Linked DNA regions of Mus musculus: all the other regions are linked to region 1. Evidence: chromatin contacts called from public Hi-C and Micro-C data. All regions are on one chromosome and are shown on one strand. Each heading gives the region's core, a stretch centred on a gene start, on an enhancer-like site or on the middle of the called end of the contact. The rest is flanking DNA. Distances are from core to core; before and after follow the strand shown.

Region 1 (7,090 bases), core at 1,274-3,773:
CATCTTTAATATGATGACAAGATGCTGGGAACTTACTTATTTATAAGTCAGTAGTCTGCTGTTATTCTATGATAATCTGCTTCCCCTGACCCACTGAACCTAAGAAGTGGGGTGGGGGGGTGGAAAACCAATTGTTCTTCTTGAAGTGTTTAAGAATCCATATGATATCAGGAACTGTCGTTATTGATGAAAATTCTGAAAATCTCACCACCATAAAATAGCAAGGGAAAGCTAAGTAAGGGGCTGCACCAGAGAGGTGAGTATTAGGAGATGTGCAACAAGAATCCTGAGGGAGAAGAAAGTCAGGAAAGCTATAGCTGGCTTCTAAAATTTGAATGATAAATACTAACCAGGTGCTTAGGAAGACAGGCAAGGCGTCCTATTAATACCAAGAGATAAGCATGATTTTAAACCACCCCATGTTTTCAAATTAATAACAAAACCAACATTTGCCATCATGAGAATACTTTATCAGGTTGTCTCAGTTTTCAAAGTTTACAAGGAAAACTTTAATCCCTCTTAATAAATAATGTTTAACACCTGGAACGTTCTAGACTCTTTGGAGCAGGCCACTAGTTCCTCGAGGGGTAGTAAGAAGTTATTCTGGGACAATAATAACCTAACAGGGGTTTCAGACAACCCTGCCTGACTGCACTCTGGCAGCACCTGGTAAACAACGTGGCAAAGGTGCTGTCAATACTGATGATTCATGAACATGGCATAAATCAAGATTGCTACCTCGCCAAAACCCAACATTTTGTTTTCAATATTCACAAATCAGTGCGGCTAAAATTCATCAGCAGCCCCTCACACATGTGTAATGAGATCACATCAACTCGCCTCCTGTGACCAAAAGGAAAAGGTGGTTTTCTAAATGGTAATTCAGATTGGACAAATAACACACTGGACCCAGTCTTGTAGCCCTGGGCCATATTTTGCTCAAAACAAAGGTACACTATGCAGGAATAAAGAAAGCTGAGAATGGCAGTAATTAACTTCAAGCTAACTTTTCCATAAAAAGCCATTGCCGATATGATTTGCTTGCAGCGCGCACGTAATTTTTTTTTTTTTTGCCACACAATGATCCAAGTGTGTCACAGCTAACATATTTCACTAACATGTAATATCCTCGACAACATCCTCGTAATGAGAATGCTCCAAAGAAATTATTGATCCCTGGAATGTCTCATATTTTTTAAATTACTGACAAATCCTTTCCTATTTTCTTTGCAGTTAGACATAATTCTCCTTGATCGGCAGAATGTAAAGAGGTATAAAAGTACAAAGTTGAAATCACTTTTTCTTAAAACATAAGTGCCCCGTTGACATAGACCATTTCTCTTAACTTCCCTCAAAACAATAATTAGAGAAGTTGTGACCAAGAGCCCCAAAAATATGCATATGAAAAGCAAAGACTTAGTCTCAGTGAGGACAGCAAGAGGCTCTCACACCGAGGGCTTTTTCATATTATTTTTCAAATGTTCTTCAGCTGAACTCCATCGTGAGGACTCATGGAGCCTTTTGTTTTTCCAGAATCCAGGAGCCTTCTCTCAGGTGGTTCCGCTTCACTGCGGATATGTCTGGGACCTTCTGTTACTCAGCTGCCTTCTTCTGTTCTGTTTCACTGGCACCTTTGTGGCCCCTCACAGTAACTGACCTCACCTTGGGGGAAGGTGACTAAGAAAAGAGCAGTCCCTAATAACTCAAAGAAGCCACAAGGTCCCCATTCAGAACACAGAGCACTCAGCCTCCTTGGAGAGGCTCAGAGAAACTAGATACCTGCCGCCCTGCACAACTTCCGGAGGGTCTTTCTCCAATGTCAGAAAAACCTCACCCTGCAGAGAACCGATGGGAATAGTGTAGAGGGACAGGAGGAAAGGACAAGAGGTGGGGAAAGTCAGCTACTAAGTATGGGATCACGTTGGAAAGACTCGGAAGAGGAGAGGGCTGAGAGGATGGAGTGACTAAGGGGCAGGGGAGAGCGCGAGAGGACCGAAGAGTGTGGTTGTCCCATGAGCGCCTTGGCTCTCCCAGCGGGTCCGAGGAGCAGGCGAGGCAGGTGGCTGGTCCCGAGCTCGGTGCCCCTTGGCGTCCCCCCAAGCGCTCGTGGCCCGGGAGCGCCCCGCTGTCCGGGTGTCCCGCTCCCCGAGGAGCACGTGTCCCACCCCGATCGCCGCACAAAGCGCGGGCTACCCTGGAGACCCCCGATCCGAACTCCCAGGCCCCTTCCCAGCGCCCCTTACCCGCCGCCGCTTCCCAGGTCCCGGGTCCTCCGCGCCCTCACTACGAGCACCACGCCGGCAACTTCTGCCGCCGCCGCTGCCTCTGCCGCCGCCGCCGTAGCTCCTGTCCCTCCTCCCGCTCCGCCGCCGCTGGAATTTTTCTCACTCGCCCTCTCCAGCTCCCACTAGTGACTGCAGACTGCGAGCCAAGCACTTAGCGCAGGGATTACGCGGCCCGGCGCCTGGAGCGGTCCCAGCCACCTCCAGAGCCGTCCTCAGAGCATCCCTGGCGCTGCAGCCGGACAAACGTCCCTGGCTGGTCCAAAAGCCTTGCCACACGCCCCCTTCAGCTTCCAGAAACAAAAGCGCGAGGAGGCAGCGCGGAATGGTGCGAGCTGGGACCGACTCCAAATGGCAGAGCGCGGTGAACTTCAACTTCTCCGGGGCCAGCGACACTTTGGAGAAGTTATGGAAACGTTGGTCACACACCTCATAAAAAAGGGGAGGGGAGTGCACATCAAATTAGATCCACAGTCTCGGGTGAGGGGTTAGAAATCTTGAGGCATGGAGTGAGGCTTCCTAGGAAAATGAAATTTTTCCTTAATACAGATATTTTGAAATTGTAAACAATGAAAGGCAACGCAAAAAATTCCACTTGTGTTCGATGAAATTTTACAGTTTGGCTTGAGAAAGCATTTGACATCTTTACTCTGTGGTCTCCTGGCTAAGTCTGTAAGTGTTTCGACTCTTGGAGAAATGAATATAAAGTAAGGTGATTCGGCTTCTCCGGAGATTTGGGGAGCATAGCTAACCTCTTTCAACTCAGCCATTTTGCCAACTGTTTCCCAGGGCGGTATCTCATGAATTCCAAATATCTTTTCTTCCTAATGCCTGATGCCCAGTTTCCACCATAATTCATTTCCTCACTTTTTTTTAAATTCCAAGCATGTTGAGCAGCCCCGTTTGTCCTCGTTAGAAGTGTGACTTAAGTTTTATTTTGTGCCACTCGGAAGTGAATTTCTTATGAGTTTCTCATTATGATCTATTTCATTCCTACCATTTTATTTCATCCCCTTTCTTCTGAAATTGTTCCAGCTGAATCAGACGTTAAATAAAATATTTTCACCTGTAAATATAAGAGACCTACAGGTCCCTCTTAGGAGCAAGTGGGGTCCCTGGTGTTTATTAATGAGTTGGTAAATGGTGGGTATATTTATCCTGAAATGACAGTGTCGCCAAGGGAGTCTGCCTGCCCCATCGTGTATCCATGTTATAGTCCCTGAAGCCAGACTGTAAGACGTTGTCTAGAAGTTTTCTAAGTAGGTAAATTGCTTGTTGGTGTCTCTTTATTGGGCCCTTGCTGACCCCAGGTGTCAGGACTTAGAGCTGAAAGAACTGCAAAGGTGGAATCCAACCTGTTGCCTTCACTCTGTGAGTCAGAGATAACCCCACCCCCTCCCCTTCTGCATCGTCTTTCTCTTCTTTCCTAACTATAAGTATGTGACCAGTGAACTTGCCTTCTATCTGTCCCCCAATCAGACTTTCTGTCATTTTCGTCTCCTGACATTAGTTTTAAATAGGAAAGAAACTTGAATAGATCTACCCCTGTGATGTAGGAATTACTAATAACATTTACTAGACAGAAGTGTAAGATTCTCCCTTAGAGGTTCTTATAAACTGAATTTAAATAAATTGGATGTTACAGAGAAAGGTACTTGAAACCCTCTGTAGGTCATGGGGGAGAGGGGCACAGAGTCTTTTAAAAAAAAAAATCTCTGGGTAGAAGAAAAGGATGAGAGGGCTCTATAAACCATATTTAAGGAGGATCTTAGGATATGGCACTCTGCAGCAACAGAGTGTTCACAAAGCTAGCCATACAGTAATCAGCACCAAATAACCATTGCAAGCCAGGCACCGGTATTTGACATTTAATGGCATCTGTCCTTCTTTAAACTCCTAATACAGAAAGATAAGCTATTGTAGACATAGACAATAAGAAAGATGCCGTTTAGTGAATGAACACACAGCTCTAAGTGCAGACTCTCAGGGTGTGGCATAAACACGTGTGGTGTGTGTGCGCGCGAGGAACAGGGACAACCTTGGCTAGGCTAATGAGATAGGATTTCTCTCTTTAGATGAAGATGCAGAATGGGAGGATTGTTAAACCATAAGGTGACAGAGGATTTTTCAGACGACTATTTAAAGGTACCTAGAGAGGGAGAAACATACAGGCGCAATTGATCAAAAGAGTTGTATAAAGAAAAAGATCTGGGCGTTAAATAAAATCTTTTCACCTGTAAATATAAGAGACCCACAGGTCCCTCTTAGGAGCAAGTGAGGTTCCTGGTGTTTATTAATGAGTTGGTAAATGGTGGGTATATTTATCCTGAAATGAACAGTGTCGCCGGGGGAGTCTGCCTGCCCCATCGTGTATCCATGGTATAGTCCCTGAAGCGGGACTATAACCAGTAACGTTGAAGGGTGCTTCTGACAAGGAGTGGTGACCCTACAAGGTACTCTCAAAAACAATAAAGAGCACTTGAGATGTCAGGGTCTTCATCTGACTACATGACAAATTCCAGCTAAGTCAAGATTTTGTCTTGCCTTCCAGTTAAAAACAAAGGCAGCAAGGCATCGCCATACATTGACAAAGGCTGTCCAGCTATTGTCACATGTGTTTCCCACTAAGGAAGACATTTGCCCAGGCACACTAGATTTGACTATTTCTAAGAAATCCCATACAGGGAAACTGAATGGGCCTAAGGTGGGATGGCATGTACTTCTATACGCTCTACTTCCTCTTGTCCCTCAACTTTCCCTCCTCTGTCTCCTCATTTCCAGATTATAAATGCCTCACACTATTAAATTTTATCATAAACTCAAGACATACCATGTTAGTCACATCCTAAAGCAGATGCCTTTTCCAGATCTGTCTTATCAGTATTCCTGTGTGTCTGTGTGTGGACATATGCACACAAGTGCCAGTACCTGTGGAGGCCACCAGATTCTCTTGAGTTACAGGCTGCCTAAAGAGGATTCTGGGAGTCCAGCTCAGGTCCCCTGCAAGAACAGGATGCTCAAAACCACCTTTTCCACCCCGTGCTTTGGAACTATTTTATCGCTAGCCATGGAATGAAAGGTTAAGTTTTGCTTCAGGAACCAGGTGAAGGAACTATTTCAACAGAAAGAAGAAGCCTTTTTTTTTTTTCCTAGCTCCTCAGTTGTTCTGGTGTAGTCTAGCAGAGTGTTATTGTAGATTGTCTTCATGCATACAATATAAAGGCGCAACCTCACAACTCTAGTTAAGGACTACAGTTAAATTAAGGACCTGCTCCTTCATACAGGAGCATGTGACTATGCAATGTATAGAAGCAATGTTTACAGCTCGTTGCAGCCACTAAGAAGATCAGATCCAGCAGCCAACTGAAACCTCAAGGCAAGGGAGCATGGTTTTAGTTCCGTTTTACAAATGAAGGGGAAAAAAAGCTAGGAGAAGCTTGATACCATGGCCCAGGCCAGACAGTTGACAACAGGGGCAGTGCTCGAGCAGACAGTCTGGCTACAGCACCTCTGCCTCAATCAATGTTCTGACTGCTTCAGGAGCAGTGGGGACATTTTTTTCAAGTATCCAGTGACCAGACTTGTACAGAAAAGCTGAAGACTGTGGAACTAAGACAGCATATGGACTTGATCTGACAATGGACAGAGGAACACCGAGTTCCCCTGTTATTCAGTTATGGCCTTTCCCTGGGCTCTCAGCAGCTAGCCATTTAGGAGAGTTGTCGGGGATGCAGGCAGTGGCCTGTGCAGCTTGAGAGTGTGCCAGACTTCCTGAGGAACCTTTAGCTGCTTTACACCGCTCTCTGTTCTTCTCCCCTCTCCCTCTCCCTCTCCCTCCCCTCCTTCTCCTCCTCTCTGATGTTTTATTTGCAGTCTTTTATGTCTCCTAAAAATAGGTGTTTTAGCCCAAAATTGGATATTGTTTTTATGTTTTGTAACAGATTTCATGATAAAAACAGGAGTCCAGAGTGAGAAGTATTGATAAGTTATGTCCAGGGAACTCCTCCAGTGGGCAGAAAAGCAGTTCAAAGAATTCCAAGTCCTCATGATATTTTATTAGTATGTACTCCAAAATAAGTAGCATGAAATATTTTAAAGAGGAACTTCCATTAAATTAAATTAGACATATTTTACATGTAATGTATAAAAGACAAGTGTTAAGTATGAATGGCTATTATTTATCTGATGGAATTTAATTTGAATTAGTATATTATTGTAATTCACTCTGACAAATATATCAGTAATGATCTTGAAATTCTCACCCAGCATGCTCTCTCTTTGGTCTGTATTCTATATTTTCCTCCACTTCTATAAAATTACTATAAAAAATAAACACATAAAACCATCATCCAATGACTGTTATATTCCAAAAATCTTTGCTATTCTGATCTTATTTGATTTCATATAAAGCCACCTCAATTACACACTAAAAACCAACATGGAATATATACTCCTTTGACAAGTTAGTTTAGCTTAAAGGAAACTAGAATTCTGCACTTTAAATAGAAGTAAACCATTAACTATTTAAAATATGAAATATAAAGACAAAAGTGATTTCCTTGTCTTTAAAGTTACATTTGAATAAAATGTCATTTCTGCAGCATTATCTTTAAGGCCCCTTCTCTCATAGTCTGTTTTTCAGTCTGAGATTGGGTTGCCCAGGCTGAGTTGGAACACAGCATCTTCCACCTCTACCTCCTGGGTTTTCAGGCATTTACCACCACACCCAGCCCTCGCATCTTTTTCAATTTCTAAAACTAAGTTTGTTGGGTCTTTTTTTTTTTCCTGGACCATGCTGATCCGTACAC
Region 2 (7,124 bases), core at 2,611-5,110, 83 kb before region 1:
GAATGAGAGTTGGGGCATCTCACTCTCTCTCCATCCCTAGCCCATAGTGTTGTGTCTTGTCTCCACCATGTACTCTATAATGGTATGCTGCATTGTCAACGCCTCAAAGTAATGAAGCCAACTGATCATGCGCACAGATGTGCAAGACTGGGAGACGGACACGTTCTCTGTATAAGCTAATTACTAGCAATATTTTGTTACAGCGATGACTAAAAATGCTAATTCTTAGAGTAATACAAAGCCACGAGCTATCACATCGAGTTATAATGTCCACCATCAAATACTGGGTTGCTCAGGTATAGTTCAATAAGAGAATGTACATTCACCATTTACAAGACTCTTAGTTTGATACTTAGATGGTTATGGAGAATATGGAAAAATCAAAACCCATATGCACTGTTTGGACAAAAGAATTTAATACAGATAGTATAAAAATAAAGACTGTGGCTCCTCAAGAAGTTAATAATAGAACTACCAGGCAGTCTAGCAATCTTACTTTTGAATATTTATCCCAGAAATAAAAAAAAAGACAATGTCCAAGAATGTAAAGAAGCGTCATGAAGAGATGTTTATATACTGCCTGACTATAGCAATACAATCTGAAATAGTCAAGATGTGGAAGCAATCCAAATATCCACAGAAGTATGCACAAATAAACGAAATATGATATACAAAGAATGAAATATTATTCAGCCTTTAAAAAAGAAGGAAATCCTATTTCACACTAGCACATGGGACCTTCAGAACATTATGCTGTTGAAATAAGCCAATCCCCAAAAGATAAATAGTAGGTAGCTGAAATAATCAAACTCATGAGGCCAGAAAGCTGCAAAGTGATTGTCAAAGGTAGAGTAGGAAGAAATGGTATAACAGGTACAGTTTCAGATGTGCAAGAAGAGAAATTATGCAGAGCCATTGCACCGCAGTGTGAAGATAGAGTGAGGTACATTCAAAAAAGTTACTATGATGGTAAATTTTGGTCAATGGCTTTTTACATATTTTTACAGTTAACAAGGCATAAGTAATGAGATGCACACAAGAAGTTGCAACATGAGCACATATAACCTTGGCATATGGATAGGAGTTACACAAAGATGGGTGGAGCATCTGGGTAAAAATCCAACCAAAAAGTCAACTGCCTACAAGAACAAACCTGCAGCTGATAGAGAATTGAACTACCCCCGTGAAAACTACAACAATACATGGAGATTCACGGCATATGGTGGTCAGTCGGTCCTGAAGGGAGAGTCTCCAAATGGCTCAACACACAAAGAGCAGACCATACAGTGCAGGGGTGAGAAAACAAATTGGGGTACCTGCTATCCAATCACTCAGCACTGCTCCTGGAAACCAGAACCAGTATGAAAAGAACTCAGACACAGACAATGTGGTCTGAGGCACCCTACAGACAGCTTCATGATCTGTATCCTTAAGAGGAGAGAGAGATTACCTTTCAAACCCCATCAAGACTGATGCTGCATTTGAACCACACCCACCTGAATTTTCCTGTTTTGAAGCATCTCAGCAACATGTGCCTGAGCACATCTGAGGCTCAGGGGAGGCGCTGTAGAAGTAGCTGGTTTTCATATGACTGATGGGTAATCTTTCATTGATGCATGTTTTCTTAACTATTCCCTCCCCCCAAGTTGATATTTATAAAATATAAGGGAAAAATTCAAATTTCCCATCTATGAACACTAACAAATACACATACTTTTAAAATGAAGACAGAATTTGAAGTGTAATACTTCAAAAACAATATCTGTAACTAACTCTCAATTATTCTAATAGGAATTTTTAAAATGTCCCTAAGTTTAAAACTCACTTTGCACAATATTTCTGTGCTTTCTAAGACTATTTTAAACTATCTTTTGGATTTCAGAGCCCTGTCTACAAAGGCCTGCATTCTCTTTTACTTAAATTACCACTTATGAACCCCAAGCCTGTTGTAAGCTTTTACCTACAAAGCTATGAGAAGCTGAAGTATTAAAAAAAAATACCCTGTGAGGTCACAGAGGCTGCCACCAGCCGGTAAAAGAAAACAGACCTCACTGCCAGGATGTCAATTACCTAGCCCTGGGCACTGGCTCACAGAAAGCCACAGCTTAAAATCATTATAAAGATAGCTTTAAGACAATTAAACAAATTACTTGGGATCATGAGTCCTTAAAATCTCTTCCTAACTGAAAAAAAAAAAAAGTGCCAGAAGACCACCTCAGAAATTGAGGTAAATTACAGAAAAGTGTTACAACATGAGTAAGAGTTCATTTATTTTCCTCTTGCAAATTAAAATTTTTCCAAGCATTCTAAAAACAGGCTTTGGGGTATGTCAGCAACACATACAGTTTTTTTTTTTTTTTTTTTTTTTTTTTTTTTTTTTTTTTTTTTTAGTATTTTAGTGATATGCTAACACTCAAAATAACTGGCATGTATAGGAGCAAACTAAGCCTATGATTGTTGACCATTCAGAATATCTTTTTCTGTCAGAGGCAGAGCCTCACCTCACCTAGGCTAATCTAGAATTTTATCTGTAACCACAAAGAGCCTGGAACCCCCATCCTCCTGCCTGTGTCCCAAGTGCTGAAATTACAGGCATCCTTCATCACTCTCAACTCCATCTGACACCCTCACTGAAGCAATAAACTATCATCTGTGTGTGTGTCGATGTTTTATTAACCTTGTAAAGTAAGAAAGTAACAGAATGCCAAAATCCCGACGCTCTTACATAAAATTATAATTACTCAATTCTAGAGTCTACAATATCTGCAAAGAGATCCTGGTCAAGTTCTTTTTCTTTTCAAAACAAAAATTAATGACATACAGGAGAGAGCAGATTATAGATTTTCTTCCCTCGGGGTAAAGATTTGAAAAAATAACATGTGGGCATTTTGTAAATCGAGAAAAATGACTTTGACAAAATACTAACAATCCTGAAAATACAAAAGTAATTATATATATTATGAATTATAAATATATATATAGTTATATATATAATAAAAAGGAAGCCTAAAATAGCAGAAAGGGTTAATAACAGTTCCAAGCTCCTGAACCTATGTTTACCATCTCAACAGTAATAATAGCTCACTGTATGAAGGCTGTGCATCCTCTCCATCCAGTCTTGCCACAAGCACGCAGCCCTTTACACATAGCAAAAGCCCAAAGCAGTGAAGAGCCAAGTCCTTTAACCCTGAAATTCCTGGGTACAATTGTAGGTACATCTACTGCCTGGGAGATCTTGAGGAAGCCGAACTGATCTCAGCCTTGGCTTCCTCTTCTGTAAAACGTGACGATGCCTAACACATATTTACTGTAAGGATTAACCAAGATGAAATGCCTGGGACAGGTGGCTGAATTCCTCTCACCCAAAAGGAGAAAAAGAAAACTTGTTTGACACCCCCAGGTACAGATTGTCCAGCTTCTCACCTGAGGCTACTCAAACAACACCAGCCCTCCTAAATGGTTCTCAAGAGTTTCCCACAAACCCCTCGGAGACATTGGAAAATCCCAAACATCAACTGTTGTTAACTTTCTTCATTTCATTTTTGCTTTAAATCAAGGCTCGAAGCCATAGTGAGACTTTCAACAGTGTTGGGCAATTGGCACTTTGTGTCGCTAATGGAGAACTCTGTGTCCTGGGCATCTACCACATTTAGATAAATGGAAAATGTCTCGTGGTAAACAAGCTTTTAGGCTGACTCCGCCACATTCAAACAAAGTCAAATGGTAGGAGGGAATACTAACCCATGTCTATCACTCCTAACCCTCAACACCCCCAAGGTATCATGAAAGGAGGGAAAGAGCTCAGAGAATAAATACTGTTTTGTCCTGAGACACTAATGTGAAAGCTGCAGGGAAGTGGAAATCTGATGTGATAGCAGAAATGACTCACCCTCACACAACAGAAGCATCATCAATACAGTGTGCTCCCCATAAGCACTAAAAATACACTTCTTTTTACAGAAGTGTTTCAAAAGCTCTTGGCCTGTAATGAAAAGGAAGGGAACATAGGGAGCAATCCGTCCACAAGACACCTCACAGGCACAGAAGTGAAGACCTACTCGTGCTGTGGCAATGGCCTGAGGGAGCCAAAGCTGCCCCGTGAGGCCACACTGCAAGTTGAGGGCAGGAAAATATCACAAACCAAACCAAATACAGCACTACATTCTCACTGCTACAGCCTGAGTGACAGGAATTGTCACCCCTCCCCCCAAAAACGTGTAAAAGCAAAGTTTGGGTCAGAGTGATCAACCGTTTATAAAAACAGAGTTTCAAAGGCAGCTTAAGACACTAAGATAGATTTATTTTCCTTAAAGCCTGCATTTCTTCACTGCTTCCCTAATATAAGCTTTTAAACCTATAGATTACATACATTTTCAGCTCCATAAAGCTTGTTAAATAGTCCTTGAAAGAACCATTGACTTACCCACCCAAAAGGTGCTTGTTATGCTGTGCATATATACTAGCCACACCCAGAGGAGAAAGCAGCACTTCTATATCGTACAGCTGTTGGGCTGCACATCGACAGAAAAGATAAAGGCTACAGGCACATCAATCTTGGGTAATCCAAAGATATAATTCTTAAATGTCTGCATGGTCTTGGAGAAGGTATCAAATTAAAACCTTCCTATGAAAAGCATAACATACACAAGCTTATAACTCATAATGCTTGAGTGTAAGAAATGGCACATACTTCTAATTCCACCAAACTTAGAAAAATAAATAAAACCTAAAGTCCACAGGGAAACTGAAGGTTGGCAATGTATGTCATTCAGATAGACACATTTAGACAAAGAAGCTCAGATAAACATATTGGCTATGTACATTTGAGAGTCTATACTGTCTGAGTAGGAACCTAAAGAATAGAGAATAGTAATTCAATGTGTGGTCTGAAATTAATTCTAGCATCAATAATCTTTCTTTTGACATTTAGTAATATATTTTTTTAAAAAGTGTTGGACAAATAAGCATAGAACGTTTTCTTATAACGTATAAGGATGATTCAAAGGTATGAGGAGTTTAAAACACTAAGAGACTTACCTTGTACCTACCTTAAAGAGCAAATGAACTCCTCAAATTATCTAGCAAGTGAGTGCAAGTTGTCACTGATGTTTCCAGTGTGTTGAGACATAATGAAAAGTTAGAAAGACTACATGGGGAGGGGGGTATGTTGCAGAAATTACCTTAGGGATTAAGAGGCAATCTTTGATTTCTTTTGCTTTGTCCTGAATGTCAAAGACTCACTTCTGAATGGTGGGTCTACAGAGACAAACACCACCATGCTGGTGTAGAGGACTAAAATCTCACTAGCTATAAACCTCTCTCATAATTCACTAGGGTGAGAATGGAGATGAACTGCCCACCATGACGCCATTCATAAGATCATCCTCGATGTCATCATTTATAAGATCATCCTCCCACCAAGCACCTGTGATGAGCAGGGAGTCAAACAGATGCGCATCAAGTCAAACACTTAGTTCCAGGAGCCAAAGACACCTTCACTGTGCTCATATCTCTGTGCCTAGCACTGGCTTCTGCCATCTCTTTGCTTAACGTGGCTCATCCCACAGCATTGCTCATCCTTCAACAATGGAGGCAAAGGATTTTTCTTGATATCAGCTAAGGGTGTGTGATTCCACTCATTTTTTTCCCCACACCCAACTACTGTAACAGTACCCCTTTCTATTGAGTAAGGAAATAAACCTAATATTTAATAATATAATCAGGCAAACCAGAAACATTTACTGACTATTGTATTGATTGTGGTTTGAAGGTTTGAAGAACCTACATTCCCTCAAGGGTTCTCAGACTAGTATTTTCAATTTGCTCCAGGAAAAAACAAAAAAACAAAAAAAAAACATTTATCCTAGTAAAGCTATAAACAGCTTCTACTAAGTTAAATAAAATAAGGAGGAAGAAAAATTAAAAAGATAACCAAAACTTTAGAAGTGAGGAGAGTGAAGTAAGATAAAAATTAAAGCAGTATAAAACTGAGGCCTTAGATGCAAGAATAAAAAAGTGAAGGATTTAGAACCAGTCATTCATTCTGAGATTTCTACTTTAATCAAATATCTTTGTACCATGTGATGTTATAGATATGGATATCACTAAAAAGTATTAGGGTATAAAAGATCAAGCTTTATGAGACTGATGAAAATTTTAAAATTGCATACAAACAAGTGAGAGTTGTAGAAAGCACACAAAACCACCTAAGCCTTTTAATAAGCATTAGGACTTCCAATGAGAAGTCTGCTATATAGATGCCTTTTAAAGTCAAGCTTGTAAACTGTGTATGTCTACCCAGAAATGAGTCAATCCTGCTGGGTTGGCAACAAGGACCCTTGAACCTCAGATAACTTAAACATGTAGGAGTAAAGAGCCAATTTAACCATGAAATTTAAAGAAATAATAATAACATGGAAGTAGAAAATGGCATTCATTTAACTAGAATTCATTGTGTATTCAGTAAGGGGACCCTCCAGAGTACAGAAAAGATACAGGATCTAAGTTAAGTGTTCAAAAGACCTGGCAAGCTGGTTGTCACTACTACATGGTAAAAGTATTTCTAGTCACAGACTGTATGTAGTGACATAAACAATGAATGGGTGGTAAGGAACACAAGATATGGGGTTTTGGTTTGGTTTTTCAGAAGACCTTGGAACAGGTCAAGATGCTGACACTGGGCCAGGAAACGGTTTTGTTAACAGGGTTTGTTTGGTTTTTTTTTTTTTTTTTTCAAGGCCTCAGCAAGAAACAAGGGAGGGGTGAGGAATTCTGAAGGGAACAGAGGGGGGGGGAGGGAGGGAGGGAGGGAGGGAGAGGGAGAGAAGAGAGAAAGAATATAGCTAAATAAGTATTATTTGGGTAGGGGTATCCTTATCCAGCCTCGGAACACAGGAAGGCAGTGGGGAGCCATGGGAATGCAGAGATCCCTCTACAGTGCAGAAGGCTCGTAGCCCTTTCTGATGACCCTATCCTTAGAGAAGGAAATGTCCACCCTCTGAAAGAGGACAGAGAATCGATAGTGTTAGGATATTGGGAAGATGGGATGCATTCAACATACTCTTTTAAAACCTTGGTAAGAGTTTAAAAACCCCTAACACAAATCAGGAAAAAAATCACATGCT
Region 3 (6,841 bases), core at 2,362-4,861, 120 kb before region 1:
AGGATATACAGCTCCGTGTTTTTGCTTACCTCAGGCTTCCCTGAAATATACCTACCTTAGTGTTTATTGCAAAACATACAACCTAAAAGCAATTCCAAAAGATCTAATGTAAGAGTCACCAAAGGCTCCAATGCTAGCACCGAGGAGTTGATCTTAAAAAAATGGTTTATGGACACTGACAGCTTTGTAAAGGCTTCTAAATACTACAAGAACGTTTTAAGTACAGGGCACTAACAAATGAGAATACAACTTGAGGGCTTAAATATGAAACTTAACTAAGATTGATTCGCAGGTTTGCAGGTCCCGACAATCAGCACGAGTCCCTGGAGTTCCCACTCTCTATAGCCATTCCATTATAGAAAGCTCCTGAGTGTGTCAGTGCAAACGTGACAGTGTGCACAAGCCATCTGCTCGACCACTCCATGCTCTCTGTAGCTCTCACCAATGATCGAGGTGAGAAAAACAAGGAACAAAATATGTAAAGTCAAGAAAAGGAACAGGTAGAGACTAATATGGACAAAGTTCTCGATCATTCTCATGAGTAAACAAACATGGTGGTTGTGATAGCAGATCACGCTATCACTGGGCGTCATGCTATGCACACAACATGCATGAAATCCCTTTAATCCTCACACTGATTTCGATAGATGGCCATTCTTATCTGGAGGAAGCTGCAGCATAGAGTGATTACTAACTCGCCCAAGACTACACACACTCACACACACACACACACACACACACACACACACACACACACGAAATAGAATTTAGTAGTTGTTTCTTCCACATTTTACACTAGTTATTCACTATGGCTGCCTCACATGGAGGGCATTTTGGCAAGCATTACCTTACAAAGTAGATTTAATGCCCCTCCCCAGGGTCATATCCACACAGGACAATCGAAATGGGATGTATGCAGATACAGTTAGCTCAGATGAAGTCATATTGGGTAGTGTGAACTTTACATCTTCTTCTGAAAAGAAAAGATAACACACAGACCAAGACTGTGTGCACAATGCAAGAAGAACCAGCGCCATATGAGAGCCACTGAAGATAGGAAAGGCAAGAAGGTATCTATCCTGGGGTATTCACAGGAAGGGTGGCCCTGATGATGCCTGAACTGTATACTTCCAGACTCTGAAACTGTAAAGAGTGTCTGTCTTAGGCCCCCATGTTTTGGGTAAGTTCATACTGAAGTCATATGACTGTAATACAGAGTAAGGTCACAAAGATCAGATAAGAGCTATGAGCAGAGCTCAGCTGATAAAGAAAAGAATGCAGGGCTTTCATAGTATTTTTAGAGATTCTGGACAGGAATGTATTAATGAGGCACCCCGGAGAGTGATGAAAAGTCTTACATTCAACTGCAGGGACCCATCCGTCACCTCTCCTCATGACCAAGCTTTTGAAATGAATCACTACCTATAATCAAGACAGGAGCTGAAGATGAAAACGTTGGGATCTGTGACTTGTGGATGGCACAGAGGCCCTGGAAGAGAGTAGTGATAGTAAAGATAACATTACAGAGAAAGCAACTGGATGATCTGAAGAAAACCTTGAGGAGTTCTACCACCGGGGTGAGGGCCGTACAAAGGAGGGAAGGCTAGATGTCAGCTCACTGGAGGAGAAGAAAGGCCCAGCAGCTGAGCAAAAGCAGGTCAGACTCACCAACGCTCAGCAAAGGGCTTGGTAGGGGAGTTCAAACGGAGTGTGAAATATCATTCACATGCTGAGAAATGGTAACTTTATTCTAGCGGATTTTGGCAAAGGACTTCAATGAAGAAAATGCAATTCTTACAAAAGGCACCTTGCTTCCTGGTACAGGGCTGAGATTTTTGTCACTTCTTCAAGAGGACAGTTCCGCAAGCCTGTTTACCTTTTAACTGGTAAGGGCTCAGATGTGCATTCCTATGTTGCATAACTGGACGGAAAGCAGCACTGCACGGGTGATGTGGATAAAACAGGTGACCCAGCTTAGTAGGTAAAACATAAGCTCTTCTCTGAGTTCCAAGAATAAAGAGAGACAAGTGGTTAAGTCCTCCCAAGTGGACAGCATATCAAATGTGATGACTCACGGATGATGCAATAAGCTATGGATGCCGCAGTATAAACAGAAGTAAGCCAAACTTTGAGCTAGCTGTTCTAGGGTGCTATCTGATTTATGTGTTAATAGATGCAAGGAAAACAAGGAATGGAAGAGAGATAAGGAACAGAAGAGACCGAGCAACCACCCTGTAAGTGGCCTGAATACTTCTGACACACCACTGGTGCTCTCCTGAGTAGGTGCATGGATGAAAAACAAGTAATTTTATTTTCTGTTAACATAGTGCAATTCCCTTCCACCACCCCATGCAATGCCATTCACTGTCAAAAACCATCAGAGAGACTTTCCTATCATTTAGGATAGGTAGAGTGCATATGACAACCGCTGGCTTATGGTACACTTCAAGAGTCATGTCTAATTTAGACTAGATGTAGGTATAGTCAGTGTGTGTTCACCAAAAGTGTATGCCAAAAGATACTGAACAGCATTGCCAAGCTCAGCCTGCTCCCACATCCCAGTCCTCATGCAGTCCACTGAGGCACAGGCATGTGCATTCAGGACGAGTCTCCCTGTGTGACAGATTACACACCCCAGCGTCAATGATGAACAGCTGAGGTATAAGCACTGCTCCAAGTGGTCCTCAAAGGTTGACAGCTGGGAAACAGTCTGAGCTGTACATGTGGAGAGGACCAAAACAAGTCTGGCAGAGATGAAAAAGTCCAAGAGCTGCTCTGTAAAACCACCCAACTGACCAGGTTACAGCAGACAAAATGAACAGTCTTTGGCAACTGAGGAAACCATGCAGGCTATGAGATTTTTTCTCGGTAAAACACAGTAATTATCTGGCCAGAGATAAGTACTATTAAAAAGAGTGTGGTCATGAATCATGAAATCCTCTTATATGGGTTTGTGGCCTCTGAAGTATAAATGTTTATATGAATTCTGCCCCTAAAGACATAGACAAATGTTTGGTCTAAAATTTATCAGTATTTGGAACAGTCTGCTTTATTTAACAAATACCAAACAAGACAAAGGCCTTCATTTTAATTTGTTCTTCAAGGGTATTGTCAAGGCTTTTTTTAACAAGGCATTTGGCTCTTAAGTCAACCAGACTTGACCATAAAGGGATAGATTTATCAAAACGGCTACATGAAGAAAATATCAATCTAAGGAATTATTTGATTTTCTCAGCCAGGAAAAAGTGGAGTCACTAGAAAGGATGTGAATTCCATCCAAACACTATTCAGCAGAGAAAAATCTTGGCTGAACAGAGACTGAGAATCCTAGACAGGAACAAACCTCAACTGTGAGCCACTTCTTTGAGACTCATCAGCATGGTTTTCCTCATCTTTATTAAGGATTCCTTTATGATTCAGACCTCCAAAGCCAAATCGGCATGTGTCATTAATACCAAAAGCGTAGACTAAGATCTATTGAAATGGTAAAGCAGATCATGATTCTCTCAGCAAATAGAACATTACCACATTTAAAACCAAGATGGGGCACATTCAGAGAGACACAGATGTGGCTGCTCAGCCTGCTAGAGATGAGTCAGCGAACAGTAAGGAGAGATGGCCATTAGGGCAAGATTCCTGGACTTTCTGTAAGAGAGCCCTCAGCACAGAACCTGCTAGGCAGAGGATTGCAGAATCCCCAACTTAACCACAGTGACTGCCTCTGGGGTAACCTAAAAGCAGAGAGAGGGAAGTCAAGGAAAGAAAGATGCGTAAGGATAGGATCTGACTGTTCAGAAGCAGGTACATTCAGAAAACAAGCTAACAGAAAGAGGAGTTTGCTAATTAAGTGTAAAATAGTGTGGACAGTTAGCACAAAATTGAGACTACAACTTAACTATAAAACTTCTTTTGAAACTATTGTAGCGCATTCTACATTAGCCCATTCTACTTTACCACAGAAGTAGCGGTAAATGAAAGTCTATGAATCCTAAATACAATTAAAACTAAGCACTCTATATCTGTCTAAAGCAGTAAAATGGAAAACAAAAAAAAATGATTAGCCATTTAATAAAGAATAAAAAAGTCATTTTTTACGGGATTTTTCTCCGAAGAGGATTTATGGTGACAGATATGATCACCTTAGACTAAAGAAAATGTCACCATCTTTGAAGCATGTGTATAAAGTGATTCACAAGCAGAGCGTGACTCAGTGAAGAAATTCATTCTAACATCATTTATCCGAAATAATTCACATGGTCTCTGCCAAAATATGAACTAAAAATTCCAAAGCCTTTAAAGCTGAAAGCTATTAAAAATAAACTTTTTTAAACTTAGAGTAGAATGTCATATACAACACTGCTTCAACTTCTCTCTCAGCGATGACCCATAATAGACTTGTGTGTGTGTGTCTGTGTCTGAGTCTGTGGTGTATGATACATACATATGAACATGTGAGCATGCTAGCCCTTGCACACATACAGTGAATGGCCAGAGCAGGATGGTGGGTGTCTGCCTCCATCTTATTACTGTGAAACCAGAAGCTTGCCGTCTACTTGGGTGGCCTGGCTGTGCAGCAAGCTCCCAGGATCCTCCACCCTCCAACACTAGGTTTGCAAGCACCTATTGCCATGCCTAGGTGGGTCCCAGGGTTCGAACTCGGGTTCTCCTGTTTGCACAGCCACTGAGCCTCCATCCTGCCCCCTTCATTGAATGTTAAGGAGAAAAAAAAAATCCATGTGAAAGTCTGAAATAATGCAAGTGCCACTTCCCTGGCATTTACTATGTACATGAATAAAGCAAGTTGATGCTAAAGTCATTTCAAAGCCAACCTCTTACATGATTGTATTTTTCGAAATCTCATACACTTTAAAAGATAACAGAATTACCATCTCCACATTTATTGCCAGAGGAAAGGTTTTGCAGTGTATACCATTTTGGGTAAAAAAGGGGGCGGGGGTAAAGAATATTTCTTAATGCCCAACTTTCAGTTGATTTTTTTTTTCTACAAACTAGAGACAGTACATTGACCTACAATAATAACTTTGGCAAAGACAGCTGACCAGATCTGTTTATCTAAATCACTACTACCATTTAATATACATTGTTCTCTGCTGATTTGGTTTCTGTTTATTTGCTTGTTTTTTATTTTTGAGACACAGTTTCTCTGGGAAGCCCTGTCTCTCCTGGAACTCACTCTATAGACCATGCTGGAGTTGAAATCACAGAGATCTGTCTGCCTCTGCTTTCCGAGGGCTGGGATTAAATGCTTGTGTCATCACCACTCAGCTATTCCCCACTTCTTAAAGTATTAAGTTTACTTAATTGGTATTGGGGGGGGATGGTTTTGAAATCATCGCCCTTGGCACAATTGCTCTGAAACTCCACAGCCATGAGCTGTGCTGCCTGACATTCTGGGAGTTCCCCGGCACCCCAGCCACTGTCAAGCAGTCAAGCACATTGTCACTGTCAGATTGTCATCATACATGATGTGTGAGGATTGTGCAAGGCACAGGGGATTAACAAATGTAAAGGATTACTATAGAGAATATGCATCTATGATGTCTGCATTTCCTTGATATGCAGGCTATATTTCCATAAGATATAAGTGACAGGTTACGATCAAGATTTCTAGGAAATTAGCAAAAAAAAAAAAAAATCAAATCATGACGAACAATGTTCCTGTGAAGTTATCTATTTCTCTTAAGCAACAACATAAAATCACTTAAGATGTGCGTCAAACCAATAGCTGTAGGAGTTTTCAGTTGAGCTGGATAAGACAAGCCCGTTTGGAGGAAAGGGATTTACCCTCTTAAGTTTTTCATAAAGATTTTTGAGGCAGTTTGCAAGATTATGAAACAGTGACTAAAAACAATAAAAGAAAAGAAAGAATAGCAGGAAGAACAAAGAAGCAGCAGACATTTAGGCAGGTACTGACAATCCATTCTACTACATGCAGATGGGTCCTAAATTCAACAAGGAATCCAACGACCATTGAGATATTACAAAGGAAGTGAGTGTGAGCTCCAGTCTTAAAACTCAGAGAGCCATCAGTCCACAGTACTGTGTCCCAGGGCATTCTAGGGGGTAGAGGGGAGAGAAAACACACAAAGAAAACACACAAAGGTAGTAGCCTCGCCTATTCTCTAATGTGCTCGCTGATTTCCCAGAAGAGATGATCTGGTAATGCTATAGAGACACCAACAAACCGTGAGAAATCAACACTACTCAAGGTCGATCCTTTATGCATTTATTTATTCTTTCAACACACACTTCTGCATTTATACTTCTACCATGTACCAAGAATGTATTATTCTACACCTCGTTGAAGTGAAAAGATCAATCCCCGTGCTCAGGGAGCTTCAATCATACACTGAAAAACACAGAGAGTAGATCCAGTCGTCTGTAGACTTGCATTGAAAATGGGGAAGAAGAAAAATAAAAGAATCTCAAGCTACTCCTAACCATTCCTCCACTGAAACTCAGCAGTGTACAGTAGATCAAGATTAATAAAGTTCAATCATTCCCGATCATATTAAATATGAACTGAAACGTATCCAAAAGATGACCATTATAACCGAGATGCTTAGTGAGACTTGGTGATTAAATGTGTCCGCTCTTTTGTAAACAGAATTGACTGCATTTTACTGTCATTAATATTTCAAACAAAAATGTTCAGAAATGTTCAGAAAATAGTATTTCCTCTTTGTGGTCCACCCTTCATGTTCTGATCTATGTGTTGGGAATTCGACTTTATGGTTATTAGCTTAATGCCATCACTAAATACCATATACTTTCTTAGTACTTCCCCCTCTCCAGCACCAGTGATCACAGTATTGGTAAC
Region 4 (7,141 bases), core at 2,073-4,572, 83 kb after region 1:
GCAAAGGTGTTGGTTCTGAGAGCTCATGTGTGTGGTCCTGAGTGACCTCTTTATTCCTGAGCAAACATGGTCCTGCTGAGGTAGCACACCCACAGTCAATTATTTTTCCCATAGAGGTAGACTTTCAGCAGACAAGCCAGCACTCAGTAAGACAAAACCAAAGACAACTAACCCCATGAGTCTGATATATTTCGTTAGAGGTCTGTTTAGTTTTGTTTAGTTTTTTCAATAATAAACACTACTAATGGAAACAAAGAGGGCTGATAAAGCAAGAAGAAAAAAGTAAAAATAATGAAAAGGTTTTATTACAAGATCTACATGGCTTTAAGAGGTACTAAAAAGAAAGAAGTAGTTTTAAATACTCACTCCAAGGATCTTCCTTTGGCACCGGCCACATTCAGGAGCAAAGAACTTCTCATAGCATAGCTCACAGTACAGTGCTCCCTTCTCCTCTACAAAGCCTATGTAGGCCATTGTGTTTTTGCAATGAGCACAGTTAAATTCTTCTGGATGCCAGGACTTCCCCAGAGCCACAAGAAAAGGTCCCCTGCCAAAAAGAAAGAGACCAGTTTGACTGGCGTATGAAAGCTTCTGGTGTTGCCCTGGGAGGAACCCTTTCACACATGTCTAGTTAGCTGTCTGCTCCATTTCCTTCTTAGGACCTAATGTGGTGGTACTGTTGACTGCATAGGACTGAATGTGGTGGCACTCAGGGCCTGTCTGACTGAGTTGCAGTGAGTCCTTCTCACTGTCTGTGTCACTATGACTCACAGGAAAATGCTGACTGGGATAAAGAAGAGGCCATCACAACAACACGTTATAAGACACAAGGAAAATGGAAATAAAAATTTCAATTTGGCAATGTTAGATCCTTAAAAATAATGATTTCCTGAGAAGAGTCAGTCTTTCCTCCTTACATACGATGCAATATACTTATTTCACAACTTTATTAAATATTTCAAATTCACCTTCTAATTGACCACAGAAACTGAGCTGTTCATTATCAGTTGTTTGATGCCAGTTGGAAGGGTTTTATTTCATTCCAATATGACTAATTTAAAATTCATTGCATTAAGAACATTTAACATGAGATCTACCCTCAAACTGTATTCAACTATGCATGCCAATGCTACTATACACGCATGCTGTTCTATAGAAATCATTTTTAGCTTGCATAATTCAAGATTTATACCTAATGTCTACCAATCTCTCCTTCCCCTTCTCTAAATGGGACAGATTTTGGGGGCGGGATAGGTGACAAGAGCTTATTTTGTATCCTAAGCTGGCCTGAAAATTAATTAATTGCCCTAGGTAGCTTCAAATTCATTATCCTCCTGCCTCAGTCTACCAAATGCTTGGGATTATAGGTATAAATGTCACCATGCGCAGCTATGACTGATTTTAATGTGTATATTTTTTTATCAAGGTAACAAATGTTTGTATAGAGATCTTTCCCCCTAAGTACTACAGTCATGAAATGATAAGGCATGTTTTGTTTACTTAAGAGGAACCCATTTTGAAGCCTTATCTAGTTAGAAGCCTTTGGAGATGAAGCAGACTAGCCTCTGTAACACACTTTTTGGTAGCTACATCACATTCATCGAATGGCTTTACCTCCAAGGCACTTTTACACTTATCTAATTTGTTCATACAACATTCTTGTGAGATACACCAGGGCAATTATTATAACTCAGTTCAACAGATGGAGTGGCAAGGCCACAGAGTATTTAAAAGATACGGCAAACATCAAAAAATTACTGACTGAGCTAGGGGCTGATGCTTCTATTTCCCAGTGTTCTAGTCAACTGAGACTCTGCTTTCAATTTGACTACTGCAAACTGGCATCACAGAATGACCATAGACAATTATTGGCAATCATGTAGCACTGGACTTCTAGGCCAACTCCCAACAGTACGTCATGGGGAAAAGCATCATGCAGAACAGCTTCTAACCTGTGACAACACAAATCTGCTATTTAATAGCGATCTCACAGGGCATGGCTGCATGTGCCCGTGACACCACATCTAGGGCTGCAAAGAGGGAACCTCAGAGCACCACGGCATGTCAGAGACAGGAGCTTCTGGTCCAATGAGAGATCGGGTCTCAAGGCAATAAAGCAGAGATTGGTTTAGCGCATGCAGTGCCTTTCTCTGGCCTCTGCATACGCACTCATGGGTACATGCACTCATGTACTCACGCGCACTCTATACAACACACACACACACACACACACACACACACACACACACACAAAGAAAAAACTCTCTCTGTTTGTTTTGGTAACTGCTCCCCACAAACAACAGTCTGGTGCCACCATATCCAAATCCACACACTAAGCTTCTTAACAAAAACACTAGCATTACTCAGATTTAGCTCTCAGTTCTGCGAAAGTCAGGCAGCAGAAAACCCTGATGGAAATGAAACTTTTTTCTGTGAAGCATGTGGAGTATTTTTTAGTTTTACTTTTTCTTAACCTGTTTATTAAGAGTTTGATGGTATTTTTGTTCATGTGACTTTGCTATATTAGATGTAAGTAGTGTATTATTACTAAAGCTTAAGGGCAGGCAGGGTTGTAGTTCATGAATAGTTTTGCCATGACTAACAAGGAAGGCATTGATTAACTCTTTCTAAAAGAAAAAGAAATGGTGGCATTGTGTCACCTACTGTAAATATATCTATTACCTCTAGTAAGCTATCCCCCACCCCATTTATAACTGCTTTATAAACAGTCTCACTACACAAGTTATTTCATTAATTTTTCTCAGTATATATTTGGCAAGTACTTTAACAAAGATACATCAAGAAGCTACATTCTCAAAGCTGAACAAAATATCCTAAGTGTTCTAAGCTTTTCCACTAGCTAGGTATCTGAATGTACAAGTCATAAAAATTATACTGTGGAGTACAATAGGACCTTGGGGTTTACATTACATTCTATATGGCCTCTAGGACACATTCCAACATTGTTGCAACGCTAGGTTGAGTTCTTCATTAGGAAACATCCCACAAACTGAACGGCCTTGAGGCCAGGGTCCTTAGAGGTTATTCAGCTTTCAAAACAAGTCAGTTCAGCTGCAGACTGCACTCTGCTCAAATGTGAGTGCTGTGCAGGCTTGGATTAAAACTGAAGGCCCCTGGAGCATAACCCTAATCCCAAATAGCTGATGAGTTCCTCTGGGAGGGGAGGGTGGCAGACATCTAATACCTGGGACACTCTGTTTCCTAGATGTTCTTAAGTATGTCTTAGGGTTAATTCAGACCACTAAAGAATTGGGCTCTATGAATCACAGCACTGGACCAGACCTAACCCTCAGAGAGTCCTTCCTTCTGTGAGTCATGTTTGGTGTGATACATCAGCCAGTATCGACAGTCACTATAGGAAACAGCCTCATGACATGCATCCTTCTGGAAGTTTATGATGGTCTTAGAGCACACAGGGTCAGGCTCACATGGGATACTTAAAAACAATCCCACCACATTTCTGCAGCAAGCACAGTTTAGACTCCCCTATTATTTATCACAATGAACAGTAGATTGCCAAACCAAACAAAAAACAAACAAACAAACAACCCATAACCCGAAAGGGGAGGCTACTTACAGGCCGCTGTGGGTCATGTTTCTACACTAGCTTCATTCTGAGTGGCCTTACCCATGATTTTACTTCTGTGTCCTCTTTGTAATTTAGAAGGCTAACATTGCCAGTTTCCTTTGTGTGTATGTGTGTGTATGTGCGTGTGTGTTTTGATGCAGCTCTATGTGGTAACTGCACACTTATGCATACATGTGCAAAGCACAAAGCTGATATTGCTATCTTCCTTGATCACTCTCCACTTTATTTATTGAGGCAGGCCCTCCTGCTGAGTTCTCAGCAAGCCTCTACCAGCCAGTCCAGCTAGTTAGCTTATCATGGGGATCCTGAGCTTTCACTTGGTTCTGGGAATCTGAACTTAGGCCTTCATGCTTTTGTGGCAAGGGTTTTATCCACTGAAGCATCTCTTCAGCACCACATTGTATAGATTCTTAAAAAGCCATTAAAAAAAAAAACTTTTAGACACAAAGATTTTCATTAACAATTAAAAATGTAGTCTAGTCTATTAAGAGAACTACTTCAAAATATTTGTTTCTTTTATTTTTCAAACATGAACAGTAAAGGAAATCCAGGACAGTAAAGAACTTGACTCTGTACCTTTAAAACAGGAGGAGAAAATGAGTATTGCTCTTGTCAGAGCTCCTTGCTCTAAAGCGCACGAGAGGGAACACGCCCGCCTAACTGGCTCCTCTGTGTTGCAGTGGAAGAACTCTTCCCCAATGCCCCTGAGGTTATGTCTAGATTAAAGAGCAGCCTCCCAGGTAGAAGGAAGCATACTTTCTTCTGTGTGTCAGTAAAGTTAAATTATTAACAAATTCATTAACAGCAGATTAACACTGAAGGTGGCACTGGGTTTCCACCTGTGACCTGGAAAGACAAGCTTGGATAACTGCACGGTGGAAGTAAATATTCATTCCGCTTATAGCACCCACCCTCAGCCCTTATGAAATGCAGGTTGACTGGCAAAAGAAAGGAATGGAAGAGTTAAGGCACCTGACTAGTTGAGACGAAAGACTACTTCATACAACTTTTAATTCTGCCTAGTTTCTGCCCAACGCCACCCCTGACCTCCAAAGAAGGAAATAAGCTGAGTTTAGAAAAAAAGAAAAACTTATAGACAGAAAGGGGAAAGAAACTGCTGTCTTCAAAGGGGCACAACCTAACAGGGAGCAATAGCTTAAATACAGGTGCTTATTGCTTTTTCCCCTTATTTAATCCTCATAGCAGTCTCAGCAACAGAAATGAACTCCATCACACAGAGGAAGAAAACATTAGAATCTGCCAACTCTGCCAAGATCATGTAGATGACAAACTACAAAGCTAGAATCTTCCAAAGCCCCGATGGTACAGCTGGACCTATGGATGGCTGAATAACTCATGTAACTGTTACACTATCTTGGTGGAGTAAACATCTTGCAATTATAAAATGTACCTCCAGTAACAATGTTCTACAATGTTCTTTAATGGCTATTTCATCTCACAGCGGAGAGAGAGAGAGAATGCAATTCGATGGAGCAGAGCCAGCTACGCAGAACCTTCAGAGAATGCATCCTATGGACACTCACTTCTACACAAGGCTAAGCCAGAGCGTCGACCCGATCTGTTTGACCAAGTGCTGAAGACGATGTGTAAATACTCTGACACACACTAATAGTATATTTCAGTGAATGAACAAAATATACTGCCATAACTGTTAGAGTAAGCCACACTTGTTTAAGCTATTTTTCTCCCGACTCAATAAAGATATTTAATTGTATGTTTATCTATTTACAGCATACATGTGTAATCACTTAGAAAGCTCAGAATGCTGTACAAAAGAAACTGAGCATTCATTACACTGAGTCAACTGATTCAGGAATCTTAACTGTTAACTTTGGCCATGTTCCCTTTTGGTCTTTTCGTAAAGAGATCTTTTCATAAGAGCTATTTACTATTATGTTTTCAGAAAAAGAAAACAACACCCCAATGTCACATTTCTAAAATCTTATAGTTGCATTCATATTTTAAACATTCATTTGTTTTCTTTTATTCTTACTTTTTATCGGGGTTCATTGTATGAAGTAAACGGTTTCATTCACTAGAAGCAAGGGTTTCCATTCTGACATTTCTAAAAAGGCCCATGGACTTTATCCATCTTTAGCGTCAGACCCTGAGTCTCTAATGTGAGTAAAGCAAGGAGTTCTTAAGAGTTTGCCCACTCTCAATAAAATTTAAAAAAAAAAGAAAACAGTGGCTAAGTAAACATTTAATGAATTAATTAATAAGTGTAGTTCATAACCACACAGACATGGATTCTAGTCCCAGCACTCCCACCAGCTTTGTGAGTTTGTTCGTAAGAATCTAAGAGCCAGTTTGCTCAGCTAAAGTCTTCCTAGGAAAGGCTTTCATGGAGTTACTCTGAAGCCACTTTAGAGTTTTCCCAATAATATCAATATAACTCTTTCAGGCAATATCAATCATATTTACCAAACAGCTGGCTTTATTATTATCTTGCTTAGCTTCCTTTGATTTTTATTTTATAGTTCTATATTCCTTTTGTCATTTTAATAATTGTAAGCATTCTCCTACATAGTGGTGGTTACAGATACGAAGCAAATGGAGTTAGATGGATCTGAACTAAACTCCTGTACTATTATTTACAATCTAAACAATTCTGATAATGGTGAGTCGTTTGTTCTTCAGTTTCTATACCTATGTACTGATATGTAGCATCAATGTATCTATATATCGATATATATCTTACACAACATCTGGAATATTTAAGAATCCACTGCATACTGTCATCCAACCAGGATCTCAATGGTGATATTGTATTGCAAATATAGATGTTAGACTCTTCTGTTCTCATTTTTTTTCCCTCTATCACAAACAGTAAAATCTTGGTTTGTATCTTGCCTATAAATCTTAACCAATGTTTTTAGTTGTTTTCTTACATTCAGCAGCTGATACATTAAGCCAGGAAACCTTTTATTTTCAAATAAAATCTGAACCAGAAGAGACAATAAAAAAGCCCTATAAATGCAGGAGTTGAAAGGAGTTCAGAAGCTGACAAGGGTGGTGCAGTAGGCAAAAGCTCTGCATGCTTCTCCTTGGGGCAACCCAGGACAGCTCTCCTTTTGAAAATCACCAAGCAAAGCATCGCAGTAGTACAAAAATCTCTTTTCTCAGTGGAATAAAAAATGAATTGCCTGAATGTTGTTCTCATGTGTTGCAGGCAAAGATGGAATGACAGAAACATGACTACGGTCCAAACATTCTATACTTAGGAAGAAATCCAAGCACCGCAAATTCTTTCCTCTTTCAGAAAGATGCTAAGATGTTAAACATAAACAATTCCATTAACTCTGTGCAATACAGGTAGCAATTGATTTTAATGAGATGCTCAAGAAGCTGGCTCCTTCATATGCCTATTGCTCCACAAAGAAACAGCCTGGTCTGAATTACATTAGTCACCTTCCGTATGTGTTTCTACTGCACTTGCACTCAAACAGTAAATGCATTCACAACATCAAAGAAGGCAAAATGTTAGGTCCACTTTAGTTGAATTCAAAA

The links. Hi-C and Micro-C count contacts between places; a contact is called where the count stands out from the background.
Region 2: a contact with region 1 is called in a Micro-C map of granulosa cells, with 2.2 times the contacts expected there. The contact joins the enhancer-like site here to the promoter of Bmpr1b in region 1. A contact is called at or near these places in 5 of 39 promoter capture datasets (cranial neural crest, embryonic stem cells, frontonasal cranial neural crest and 2 more), 3 of 484 Hi-C or Micro-C datasets (granulosa cells, nephron progenitors and uterus), 3 of 115 datasets of contacts at active chromatin or transcription factors (embryonic forebrain, neural progenitor cells and neural tube) and 2 of 9 other capture datasets (embryonic stem cells and pancreatic islet).
Region 3: a Hi-C map of adipose-derived mesenchymal stem cells shows a contact between it and region 1, with 3 times the contacts expected there. The contact joins the enhancer-like site here to the promoter of Bmpr1b in region 1. A contact is called at or near these places in 7 of 39 promoter capture datasets (cranial neural crest, embryonic stem cells, epiblast stem cells and 4 more), 1 of 15 datasets of contacts at CTCF or cohesin (the NIH/3T3 cell line), 13 of 484 Hi-C or Micro-C datasets (adipose-derived mesenchymal stem cells, cerebral cortex, cumulus cells and 8 more), 5 of 115 datasets of contacts at active chromatin or transcription factors (craniofacial prominence, embryonic stem cells, fibro-adipogenic progenitors and 2 more) and 2 of 9 other capture datasets (embryonic stem cells and pancreatic islet).
Region 4: a contact with region 1 is called in a Micro-C map of granulosa cells, with 2.2 times the contacts expected there. The contact joins the enhancer-like site here to the promoter of Bmpr1b in region 1. A contact is called at or near these places in 4 of 39 promoter capture datasets (cranial neural crest, frontonasal cranial neural crest, maxillary cranial neural crest and 1 more), 7 of 484 Hi-C or Micro-C datasets (adipose-derived mesenchymal stem cells, cortical neurons, cumulus cells and 2 more), 4 of 115 datasets of contacts at active chromatin or transcription factors (astrocytes, craniofacial prominence, embryonic forebrain and 1 more) and 3 of 9 other capture datasets (adipose tissue, liver and pancreatic islet).

The regions. Positions count from the first base shown.
Region 1 is chr3:142,166,902-142,173,991 of GRCm38.p6, forward strand. It overlaps Bmpr1b (bone morphogenetic protein receptor, type 1B), which reads right to left and starts at 2,524. Exons shown (of 12, transcript NM_001277217.2): 1 at 2,244-2,524.
Region 2 is chr3:142,082,246-142,089,369 of GRCm38.p6, forward strand. The region is part of intron 1 of Bmpr1b (bone morphogenetic protein receptor, type 1B); the gene reads right to left. Among named protein-coding and RNA genes, the nearest start is that of Bmpr1b, 84 kb to the right of the region's middle. Within about 2 kb of position 3,861, at least 6 of the 459 cell types and tissues checked have an H3K27ac peak or open chromatin away from gene starts, as enhancers often do. A contact at or near this core is called in granulosa cells, where this site is marked.
Region 3 is chr3:142,047,195-142,054,035 of GRCm38.p6, forward strand. All of the region lies in intron 1 of Bmpr1b (bone morphogenetic protein receptor, type 1B), which reads right to left. Among named protein-coding and RNA genes, the nearest start is that of Bmpr1b, 120 kb to the right of the region's middle. Within about 2 kb of position 3,612, at least 20 of the 459 cell types and tissues checked have an H3K27ac peak or open chromatin away from gene starts, as enhancers often do. A contact at or near this core is called in adipose-derived mesenchymal stem cells, embryonic fibroblasts, granulosa cells and 2 more, where this site is marked.
Region 4 is chr3:142,248,964-142,256,104 of GRCm38.p6, forward strand. Pdlim5 (PDZ and LIM domain 5) reads right to left here. Exons shown (of 13, transcript NM_019808.3): 10 at 367-547. Among named protein-coding and RNA genes, the nearest start is that of Bmpr1b, 83 kb to the left of the region's middle. Within about 2 kb of position 3,323, at least 34 of the 459 cell types and tissues checked have an H3K27ac peak or open chromatin away from gene starts, as enhancers often do. A contact at or near this core is called in adipose-derived mesenchymal stem cells and granulosa cells, where this site is marked.